3 separate regions of the Gossypium hirsutum genome follow, and regions 1 and 3 are each linked to region 2. The links are chromatin contacts, called in public Hi-C maps. All regions are on one chromosome and are shown on one strand. Each heading gives the region's core, a stretch centred on a gene start, on an enhancer-like site or on the middle of the called end of the contact. The rest is flanking DNA. Distances are from core to core; before and after follow the strand shown. Region 1 holds the start of LOC107914521 (reticulon-like protein B8). Region 2 holds the start of LOC107914524 (transmembrane protein 87B). Region 3 holds the start of LOC107914519 (WD repeat-containing protein PCN).

Region 1 (3,423 bases), core at 543-3,042, 130 kb before region 2:
AACTTACATTTTTTTGTCAAATTACTCTAAAATGGATGAAAACGTTTATTAACTTTGTTGATGTGGCATACACATGACTTGTCACATAAATGACATGTCAATATTTAATTATTCAAAAAAAATTAAAATATTAAAAATCTTTAAAAAACAATAATTTTTATAATTTAAAAACTTATACTTTTTAAAATAATTTTAATGATTTTAAAATTTTAAAAATAATTTTTACAATTTTTTTTATTTTTTTAGAATTTAAAAAAATTATTAAATGTTAATGTGTCATCCATGTAGCAATTCATGTATATGTCACGTCAACAGAGTTAAAAAAACGTTATTTTTTTCATCTAATTTGAGTGATTTGAGAACTAAAATAGATGAAAATTAAATAAAAGGTTAAAATAACATTTTTTTGTAAAGTTGAAGAGCCAAATAAGCCATTATACCAAATATATATATTTTAATATTTTATTTTGTAAAAGATATTATTTTAATAAATTTTCAACTGAATGGATGCTCGGTTAATTTGTGAGACTAATTTAATCAATATACTATAAATATATATAGAAAAAATATTATTTCATTTATCTGCCTGCCATTATTGAACCAAACTAAAATCTACCTACCATTCCTATATTTAAGAAAATAAATCAATTTTGGAGAAATAAATAGAAAACGCATCATGGAAGAAATGTTTTATGCTAAAAACGCGCTATAGAGAGTGTGCTTTCTGACTTTTTTAATACATCAATTTCTTTGGTCAGATGGTTTAATGTTAGTGATTTTACTTTAAGTCTCGGGTTTGATTTCTCTCCTACTTATATTTTTATTTTTATTTCATTTTGTTTCAAGCCAATAGTTATATAATTTTATAAATAAGGAAATTTGAGAACGATATCTTTATTAATTAAAGACATTAATTAAAAATAAAAAAATTGAAACAACATGAAATAAAAATATAAATGTGAGTAAAAGAGAAATCAAACCCAGAATTCAAGGATAAAATCACTAACATTTAATCATCTAACCAAATGAACTGATGTGTTAAAAAGTCAGAAAACATATACAACAGACGTATTTTTATCTTTTCTCTCCCAAATTAATTAATTTCCCTAAATATTAGAACCTGACTTATTTCTCTTATTTTTCTTGGTCTTTTCATCAAATTTGACCCTAATTTAATCAATATACTATAAAATAAAAAAAAATATATATTATTGCATTTATCTGCCTGCCATTTTTGAACCAAAATAAAATCTACCTACCATTCCACTATTTATGACGCCATCACGAAAATAGCATTTTAAAGTTAAAACACTTTTAATTTAACATTTAAACTTTTTATTTAGAAAAGTTGTATATTTTTGGTTAAATTCTATTTTTAGTCCATATATTTATCTAAAATTTAAAATTTAATCCTTATAATTAAAAAGATAAAAATTAAATCCTCTTACTTTTCTGATTATAAAAATTAAATCCTCTTACTTTTCTGATTTAAAAATATCATTTTAATCATTAATAATTTTAATATTTTTCATCAAAATTTACTAGCTTGACATGTTGACTAGACTATCCTCAAATGATGTTACATGTGATATACAAAAAATAAACAGGTTTATGTTGATAAATTTTGATAGAAATTACAAACAATCAGAATTATTAAATTTAAAAAGTAGGTGGATTGAAAATTTTTTAATATTTAAAGTAAAAAGACTAAATCTCAATTTTTAGATAAGTACAAGGACTAATAGCAGATTTTAACCTATATTTTTTTGTTCGAAGTGAATGTGATACCAAGGTTAACGTACAAGAGAAACGTGGAAATAATTTAGATTTGATTCCTCCAGTCTCCATTCATTTCTTGCTTGTCAGTATCACCCACTATCCTCAGACGTATCATCAACATCTCTCTTTCTCTCTCTCTCTGGTTTGTGCTCTTTTGCATCCTCCTTTTTCTTCTCCTTTTACAATTGATGATATTTTCTACAGAAATTGCAGTTCTTTGATCATGATTTTTTTCTTTTCTTATATTTGATTCTACTAAAGTTCTTAGTTTTAAAATCTGGGTTTTATTTATTTCAAGTTGTTGGTTTTTGTTTGGTTCTGAGGTTTATCTTGTTTGCTCGAGTCCTTACCTTGGCTGCTTTGTCTTTCTTGAACTTTGATATTTCCGACGATTTTTTTTTCTTAAATTGCAGTAGCAAATTACCGCAACTTTGAAGGTACTAATTTTTTGTTTGCTTTATTTCTGCTACTTTTTCTTTTCTTTTTGTTTTTGGGTGAAGTTCATGTACGGAAACACAGTTCCAATGTTTCTATAAAGGGTTACATGTGATGTTAAAGCATTAGTAAGAACAAGAATCTGTTTTGATATTATCTTTAGCAAATGGCAACCATAGGTTTTATTGCAAAATATTTGCTCTTATGAGCATCTCATGGTGGTTATGATACTGGGTTCATCTAGCTACGCCAAATTACTTGAAATTGGTTCATATATTTCAGTTGAGTGGTTATATGTGTCTACTGAGAAGCCAAAGCAAACGGAACTTTTTTTTTTTTTTTTGTGTGTGTGGCTATAAGCTTAAGCATTAAGACTCCATTTTTGAATTTTTTTTCCATAAATATTGCAAAATATAATATTAAAAGTGAACTTCAAATTATTTGTTAGATGTTAATATTTTGATGAGATTTCAGAGCTGTTCTGTTTATTCCAGGAGAATAAATTTGTCTGTTTTCTTGAAGCACAAGAATAATGCCTGAGAAAATATCAGAGGACTTATTTAACAATCTAGTAGAGACCATTGCAGATAGTGTCTCTAAGCAGAAATCTGTGTCCTTTTTTGAGGAAGAGAAATCAAACTCGGTTGTCTCTGGCTTCAATCGGCTTTTTGGACGTCAGAGGCCTGTCCACCATATTTTGGGGGGTGGAAAATGTACGACTTTCTACTCTTTTCTTGAAATTGCTAAAAACCACCTGTTGATCAATGTTTTTACTGTAAATTGTGCAGCTGCTGATGTTTTGTTATGGAGGAACAAGAAGATCTCAGCCAGTTTTTTAGCTAGTGCAACTTTAATATGGGTTCTATTTGAATGGCTTAATTACCATTTCCTGACTCTTCTATCCTTTGCTTTGGTTCTTGGCATGGTTGTGCAGTTTGTTTGGTCAAATGCCTCGGGTTTACTTAACAGGTAACACAAATAGGCATATGCTTATGTGCTGCTTTTATTTTTTATTATTTGTTGCTCTTCAAGGTTTTGGTACCATGTGTGCTGCTGATAGGATTGCATAATTTTTATAGTAAATTACTTCATGGAAACAGGTCATCTTCTCAAGTGCCACACCTTGTTTTGCCTGATGAATTATTTGTTAGCATTGGGAGGTCAGTTGGTGCTGAGGTGAACAGAGGCTTACAATATCTGCAGGATGTT
Region 2 (3,509 bases), core at 976-3,475:
TTTTTATAATATTTTTCTTATTTTAAATATCTTTTATGATTTTTAATCACTTTTTATGGAGAAAATATTAGATTAAACCAGAAGCTACAACGTGTCACCATCTGATTGGTTTATTAATTTATTTTAATGGTTAACGTGGTCAATAATGGAAGCTGTTATCAGAGGGGCTTAATTGGTTATTTTAGTTAGCGGTAATGGCTTAATTAGGTGCAAATTTAATGTAAGGGCTTAATTGATTTTTTTTTTTGCATTTTCTTAAGGGCTTAACTGATATGTTAATAATTTATATTAAAATATTTTATTAAATTTTATTAAATCTATAATATATTTAGTCTTCAATTGAATTGTTGTCACTAATTATTTGGACATCAACTTAATTTAAAAATGACTAAAAAATCTTATATTTAAAATTTAACACTTATTATTATATTTATGAGAGTTTTTTTTCTTTTTATATACACATTTTAAAAATTTATAAAAGGAAAAATCTATAATTGATGAGATTTGAATTTAAGATATTAAAAATATGTAAAGCCTTAATTTTTCCATTTCAACAAAAAAAAATTTGTTTATGAATTTTATTATAAATACTAAAAATTCTATCACATGTATATACGTATGTAAATTATGTATTTAGAACACAAATATTAGTTTGAAAATAATATATAATGATTTAAAACTAATTAATAATGATACATAAAATATGTACGATACTAAAATAAATAAATAAATTAAATTGTGAGTTAAATAAAATTTAAACATGTAAATACATTTTATTAAGAATGCTAAATGCATTACAAATTTTTTCATCATGATGTTGTCATCAAACTTGAGTTAGTGTCGAGTTCACTTATGACACTCATTCAATTAACAACATTATTAGAGTCCGTTTGTTTACATGTAAAAGGTTTTACGAAAAATATTTTCTACATTTTCCTATGTTTGTTTCACTTAAAACAGTTTGGTCAACGGAAAATGATTTACATGTCAACGTAAAATAAGCCATTTTGCCTGTAAAATGACTTACCATTTTGAAAGACGTAAGTCATTTTTCGAAAAAGAGTTCATATATAGATAATTTTATTTTTATATAAAAATTAACTTAAATCAAGCTTAATATTATTATATTGATAATAAATTTTATTTTTATTCTTAAAAATATTTAAAATTATTAAAATATTGATATAAAATATTATATTTTTCAATATTATTAAACATACATATTTAATTATTTATATTTAGTCATATAATAAATTATTAATATAATTTATTATTTTAATAAATTATTTAATATTTAAATTTTATTTTAATAATAAATTTTAAAAATAATGATTTTAAATAATATTCTTCACATATTATTAAAAATATTCAATATTAATATTTTAATAACAAAGATTTATTATAATTATAAATTTATTAATAATAAATATTTTGTAGTATAAAGGTTAAAATATGTTATAAGTCTATGTACTCTTTACAAATTTGCAATTTAGTCTTTGTACTTTTATTTTCAAAAATTTAATCCCTCTAATTTTCAGATTTGAAAATCAAGTCCAATTATTAACATTGTTAATTTTTTTTTATCAATTTTGTTGATGTCACATTTTTAAATAAACAAAATATTCATTTGGTAGTCACGTAACTAAAAAATGACGTTGTAATGAACCTGAGTTTAACAAAATATTTTTACAATATGCAAAAACAATGTAAAATATAAATTTATAGATATAAAATTAACTAAATTAAACAATGAAAAAATAAGAAAATCTCAAATGTATGTTTGTTTCATTGAAAACAACTTTTATGAAACATTTTTAAGAAATTTGTCAAATAACAGAAAATATTTTACACAGATTCATCCAAACACCAGAAAATGTAACTTTTCTAAGAAAGTAAGTCATTTTCCAAAAATCATTTTCCGTAAGTTATTTTCAGTGAAACAAATAGACCCTTAATATATAGAATTAATGGAGGTAATAAAGAATGCATAATACAATTAAAATGTACATATCATATTAAAATAAAAGTTTTGGTTTAACAGTAAAGTTAATGTTTTATTGATATAAATAGCAACTTAATCAAATTAATTTTTTATTGATTCGTGATATTAACTCAGTGGCGTACTCAAGTAAAATTTAAATATTATTCTATTTTTAAAAAATACCGAATTTATTAGTCGCCACCTAGCAATAGAAATGTGTCCTAGAGGGGCTTTGAAGAACTAGAAAAATGTTATAATTCCCGAAGCCCAACTGAGAAAGGGCCAGCGGGGATGATGGATGCCCGAACTGAGAAATATCTTCATCATTATCAGGAACCCAGTATTAGTGTCGGGCCGATGAATAAAAAATAGTAACGTAACAAAAAAGAAGCTGCTGAGTCGCTGTCAATGCTTCTTCACTGCTTTTGCATCGGTTAGGACTCATTTTTGTGTTGCTGGTGTCTCTCTCTCTTTCTTTACCAATTTCCAGAACACAACGCCAGATACCTCTAACAACAACAACAAAAAACAGACGATCCCCGCCCTCAACCAAAAAACGAAATGCTGCAAGATATGAAGCAGAGACAGTTTCGAAGGGGAAGGATTAAGATTCCCATGTTTGTTGTGTGTGTTGGTTTGTTGCTTTGCTTCTCAAATGTTAATGCTTCCATTCATGAGTATAGAATGGAAGCTTTTAGCCCAAAATCCGATGCTTTCTTTTTCCATGGAGGCAGTGAAGGTCTCTATGCTTCTAAGCTCCATGAACCCACCACTGATGCTTCTTCTGAAACCAAACCATCTTTCAAGGGGAAGTCCATCATCAGGTACTTTTTTATTTATATTTACTCTTCCTTCATTTGATCTTTGCTTTTGCTTTTGCTTTTGCCTTTCCTTTCATTTGAAGAATTATTTTTACACTTTCTAGTTCTACTGTTGGTTTTGATTTTTTTGGACTTCGATTCACATTGAGAATCATCATCATCATTTTCACGCGATAGTATGATGATGCCCCTTCCATTTCGAAACCCTAGTTACTGTTTAGTTAACAATTTGATTGGCCATGTGCTTAATTTGGTAGATACATAGTGTCAGTCAAAATTTGGTAGTGATTGTTGTTGAATGTTGATGTTACTGTACCTGTTGGAATATTTTCAGTTTTGATCCGGTCACCTTTGTGAGACCGAAAGAGACTGCAAAGAGCCATCATCAGATGCAGCAGAACACGGGATTAGTGGAAGCAATCATACTCGAAGTTAAAGATAGAGCAAGGATTGGAGGGTCTTCTTTAAAATCCGATGCCATTTGCTGCAACAAACAACTTGCGGACCAAGGGTCCTGCAACCAAGGTGAGGTTATCATCCAACATAACCCGAACAACCTTGGGTGGCCTAAACGGATTAAGACCTTTTTCCAAGGAGACAATGAAGAAGCTAAAATGGATGTTGAAACAGTTGAGATAAACAGCACCGGGATGTACTACCTTTATTTTATGTTCTGCGATCCCCAACTCAAGGGTACTCTTATTAAA
Region 3 (3,684 bases), core at 861-3,360, 150 kb before region 2:
CGGGTACGGACATAAGTTGGGACATGGCTGTGTGCCCTATTTCGAATGCCCACACAGCCTAGGATTCGGGCGTGTCGCTTGGCCGTGTGAGCCACACGGCTTGACCACACGGGCGTGTGTCCTCTGCATCTTGGAAAAATTTTGAGATTTTGCAAAAAATCCTGTGAATATCCGGTTCAATCTTGACTTGTTTCTAATGCATGTTTTGGGTCTTGAGAACTCATATAAGGGACTTTATGAATAATATCTGACATGAATGTTAAATAATATAAAATGTATGTATTTGATCTGTTTATTCTGGTAATGCTCTGTAACCCTATTTCGGCGGCGGACACGGATTAGGGGTGTTACGGTAATGTCACATCATGTTTTCTTACAGGGGCAGTGATGTGACCTCATAGGTTGGTGGCACAATATCTTAGGACGGTTAAACAATCAATAGGCTCAAGACTCTATGCGCTCCACCTACGGAGGTTCGTTGGGGCTTACTGTGGAATCACACGATGTTGCAAGTCCTCCTGAAAAAGGACACATGTAGGGCTTATGGAGGTGGTATACCAATTGCATTTTGGATTCCAAGGCTATGGTCAGAGTTGTTGAGGATTGTTTATTCTAGTGGGGAAAGCTAATGTGTAGCCTAACTTCTACTAGCAACATCCAACGAGATCCATTAGCGAGTTGATGGAAAACCTAAATTTATTTGAAGGAAAACTTTAAGGTAATTTAATATCTTTTTCTATTTTGTTTGTATTTTTTTAATACACATGTTTTTGTTTTTATTTATAATAATTTTTACATTTTTAAAGTTTTTTTTATAATTTTTATCAAAAAGTGAAATTTTAAATGATTTTCTTTTTAATTGGAATTTTTAGAATTAGAACTAAATTGACAAATTTTGTAAATGTTTAGGGCTAAATATATTGAATTTTTTAGAATCAGAACTAAAATGACAAGTTTTGTAAACATTAAGGGCTAAATTGGTTGAATTTTTAGATTTAGACCAAATTGATAGAATGTGTAAACATTGGAGGCTAAATTTGTTTTTATGCTAATAAGAAAAGCCCATGTTAGACTTCCGTTATTGAGTTAATAGCAATTAACGGAAGAGTGACTAAAATATTTAATTTCTAAAAATTAAGTGACTAAATTGAAAAAAGATTGTTAGGTGATTAAAATAGAACTAAGTGCATAATTGAGTGACTATTCTTATAGTTTACCCTAAAAAACAATTACTAAATAGGAATTAAGTTAATGTCTAAAAATTATACATTTATGCATTTTCATTACTAATTTTTTTATAAAGGATAAGGAATAATGGTTATTTAAAGATTAAACTTAATATCAATGTCAATAAAAACTTAATATAATTTTTTTATATCATTTTACTCGTGGTTCGATGAATTCGACTCTGTTGGATTGAGCTTCTCACATTTTAACTTTTAATTTTATTTTTAACATCAATTTTTGAATTAAAAAAATATAAAAAACATTATAAATCTATCATGAAATAGCTTTTAAAAAATATTTTTAATAATTAATTAATTAAAATATTTATAAAATTGGTATCAAAATTAAAAAAAAGTAATATTTTTCTAGAAAGAAATTATTAATAAAAAAAGTATATAAAAAATTATTAATTAAAGGCATAATAACTTATTTGGCCTTTCAATTTTTTGAAAATGTCAATTTTAACTTTCCATTTAATTTTTCACCCTTTTAACTTGTATTGTTAGTCAAATAATCCAAAATGGATAAAAAAGTTAATATCTGTTAATTTTGTTGACCATCCACATGACAGTTGACATATATGTCACGTAAGCAATTAATTTATTTTTTAAAATTAAAAATATTAAAAAATATTTTTTTATAATTTATATTAAATTTATTAAAAAATTAATTAATTACTAACATAGTATTCACGTGACAAGCTATGTGTATGCCACATCAACAATTAGATGTTTAAAGGTTAAAAAAGACTAAAAATTAAATGAGGACTAAAATGATTTTTTATTAAAGTTGGAAGGCCAAATTAGTCCTTATGCGTTTAATATTATAATATTAGATCGGAGGTTTACTACTAGGTATATATATGTACATCTGTGCATCGCCTAGAGTTTTATTTACTGCTTTCTACCCTGAAATTGGCCTCCAAGGATTGCAGCCGCCCCAGCCACAATGCTCCCCAAAGCTTACAGAACCAGCTCAATCGACTGGAAGCCGTCTCCGGTTGTCGCCCTTGCTACCAGCCCCGACGGCTCCCAGGTTGCGGCCGCTCGTGATGATGGCTCCCTCGAGATTTGGCTCGTCTCTCCAGGCTCTGTTGGCTGGCATCATCAGCTGGTACCGTCAACTCTTCCATGTTATTACTCTATCTTTTTCGTTTTAGTTCAGTTTAATTTATTGGTGGCTTTGTGTAGACTATTCATGGGGATTCTACTTGTCGAGTTTCCTCGCTGGTGTGGTGTTGCGTTGGTTCAAAAGGCCCGTCTCCTGGCAGGTTGTTCTCCTCGAGTATTGATGGCTCAGTCTCGGAATGGGATCTTTTCGACTTGAAGCAGAAGGTTACTTTTCATTCTTTTTCCTCGCTTTTGCCATTTGTGGTATTCTCTATTGTATTAACCTATTGGTTAAATCCAGCGGGGTTTATTGGATGATTCCAACCTCTCCAACCTCAATGAAACATTTATATTAATTACTTATGACCTTTTTGGATAATGAGATTGTACCCGAGTTCTGAGTCCCTCTCTTATCATTTTCTTCCGGTTGCCTTAGTGTTGGCTTAATTGTTTATGTTGGTTGAAGTATGAGATACTGTTATGATCCAATGAGAGTGATATATGGTTATGTAGATTTGTTGATAGACTCCCATTGAATGCGTTTCTTTATTTCTTCCTTTCTTTCACATTACCCTTCTAGTGTGCAAGAAGCTTTGAATAGAAGTTATCTTGTATTCATTGTTTATTTATGTTATTAAACCCTTATGCAGATTTTGCTAGAGTCAATTGGAGTTTCAATCTGGCAGATGGCTGTGGCACCGATTAATAGACTGCCAACTCATGAAGAGACTAGGTCTCAGAATTTTGGAAATGGTTATTTGAATGATAAATATGAATGCGATGATACTGATGATGATGAAAACTGTGAAAGTGAAGATGTTTCAGACTCAGAACAAGTTTATCAGAAACTAGTTATGGAAGATAGATGTGTAGCAATTGCTTGTGATGATGGAGCTGTGCGAATGTACACTATTTCTGATCTTGATAAGTTAATCTACCAAAAATCATTGCCTAGGGTTAGTGGTGAGATATCTACACCTGAGCAAAAATTCTTCCAAGGTTATTGCTTTTAGTTTTACTCGGAGCTTATAGGTGCTATTTGCCTATTTGCAGGACGTGCTCTAAGTGTGACCTGGAGTCATGACTCAAATAGGATATATTCAGGGAGTAGCGATGGGTAAGTTTGTCTTTAAGTGAATATGCTGCATGTTATTTTATGACAACGGTTGATTCATACGGTAATATGATAATTCTGGGAATGCTTGCTTATTAATTTCTCATTTTGATTGATTTTATATCATTAATTTCAATTCCACTGATCTTCTATGTAGGGATGGTAATGTAGCGGGGTGGAGTTGGGGATTGGCTCTTCCACTTCTGCCCCCGTCTTGCATGGATTTTGAAAATA

The links. A called contact is a pair of places that touch in the nucleus more often than the background predicts.
Region 1: a Hi-C map of leaf shows a contact between it and region 2, with 4 times the contacts expected there. The contact joins the promoter of LOC107914521 here to the promoter of LOC107914524 in region 2. A contact is called at or near these places in 5 of 34 Hi-C or Micro-C datasets (hypocotyl and leaf).
Region 3: a Hi-C map of leaf shows a contact between it and region 2, with 1.9 times the contacts expected there. The contact joins the promoter of LOC107914519 here to the promoter of LOC107914524 in region 2. A contact is called at or near these places in 2 of 34 Hi-C or Micro-C datasets (both in leaf).

The regions. Positions count from the first base shown.
Region 1 is chrD10:18,759,321-18,762,743 of Gossypium_hirsutum_v2.1, forward strand. It overlaps LOC107914521 (reticulon-like protein B8), which reads left to right and starts at 1,793. Exons shown (of 7, transcript XM_016843462.2): 1 at 1,793-1,921; 2 at 2,193-2,216; 3 at 2,709-2,927; 4 at 3,003-3,183; 5 at 3,315-3,423. The coding sequence starts at 2,747.
Region 2 is chrD10:18,888,812-18,892,320 of Gossypium_hirsutum_v2.1, forward strand. LOC107914524 (transmembrane protein 87B) reads left to right here and starts at 2,226. Exons shown (of 5, transcript XM_016843468.2): 1 at 2,226-2,805; 2 at 3,137-3,509. The coding sequence starts at 2,543.
Region 3 is chrD10:18,737,539-18,741,222 of Gossypium_hirsutum_v2.1, forward strand. LOC107914519 (WD repeat-containing protein PCN) reads left to right here and starts at 2,111. Exons shown (of 11, transcript XM_016843459.2): 1 at 2,111-2,340; 2 at 2,418-2,561; 3 at 2,987-3,299; 4 at 3,390-3,453. The coding sequence starts at 2,176.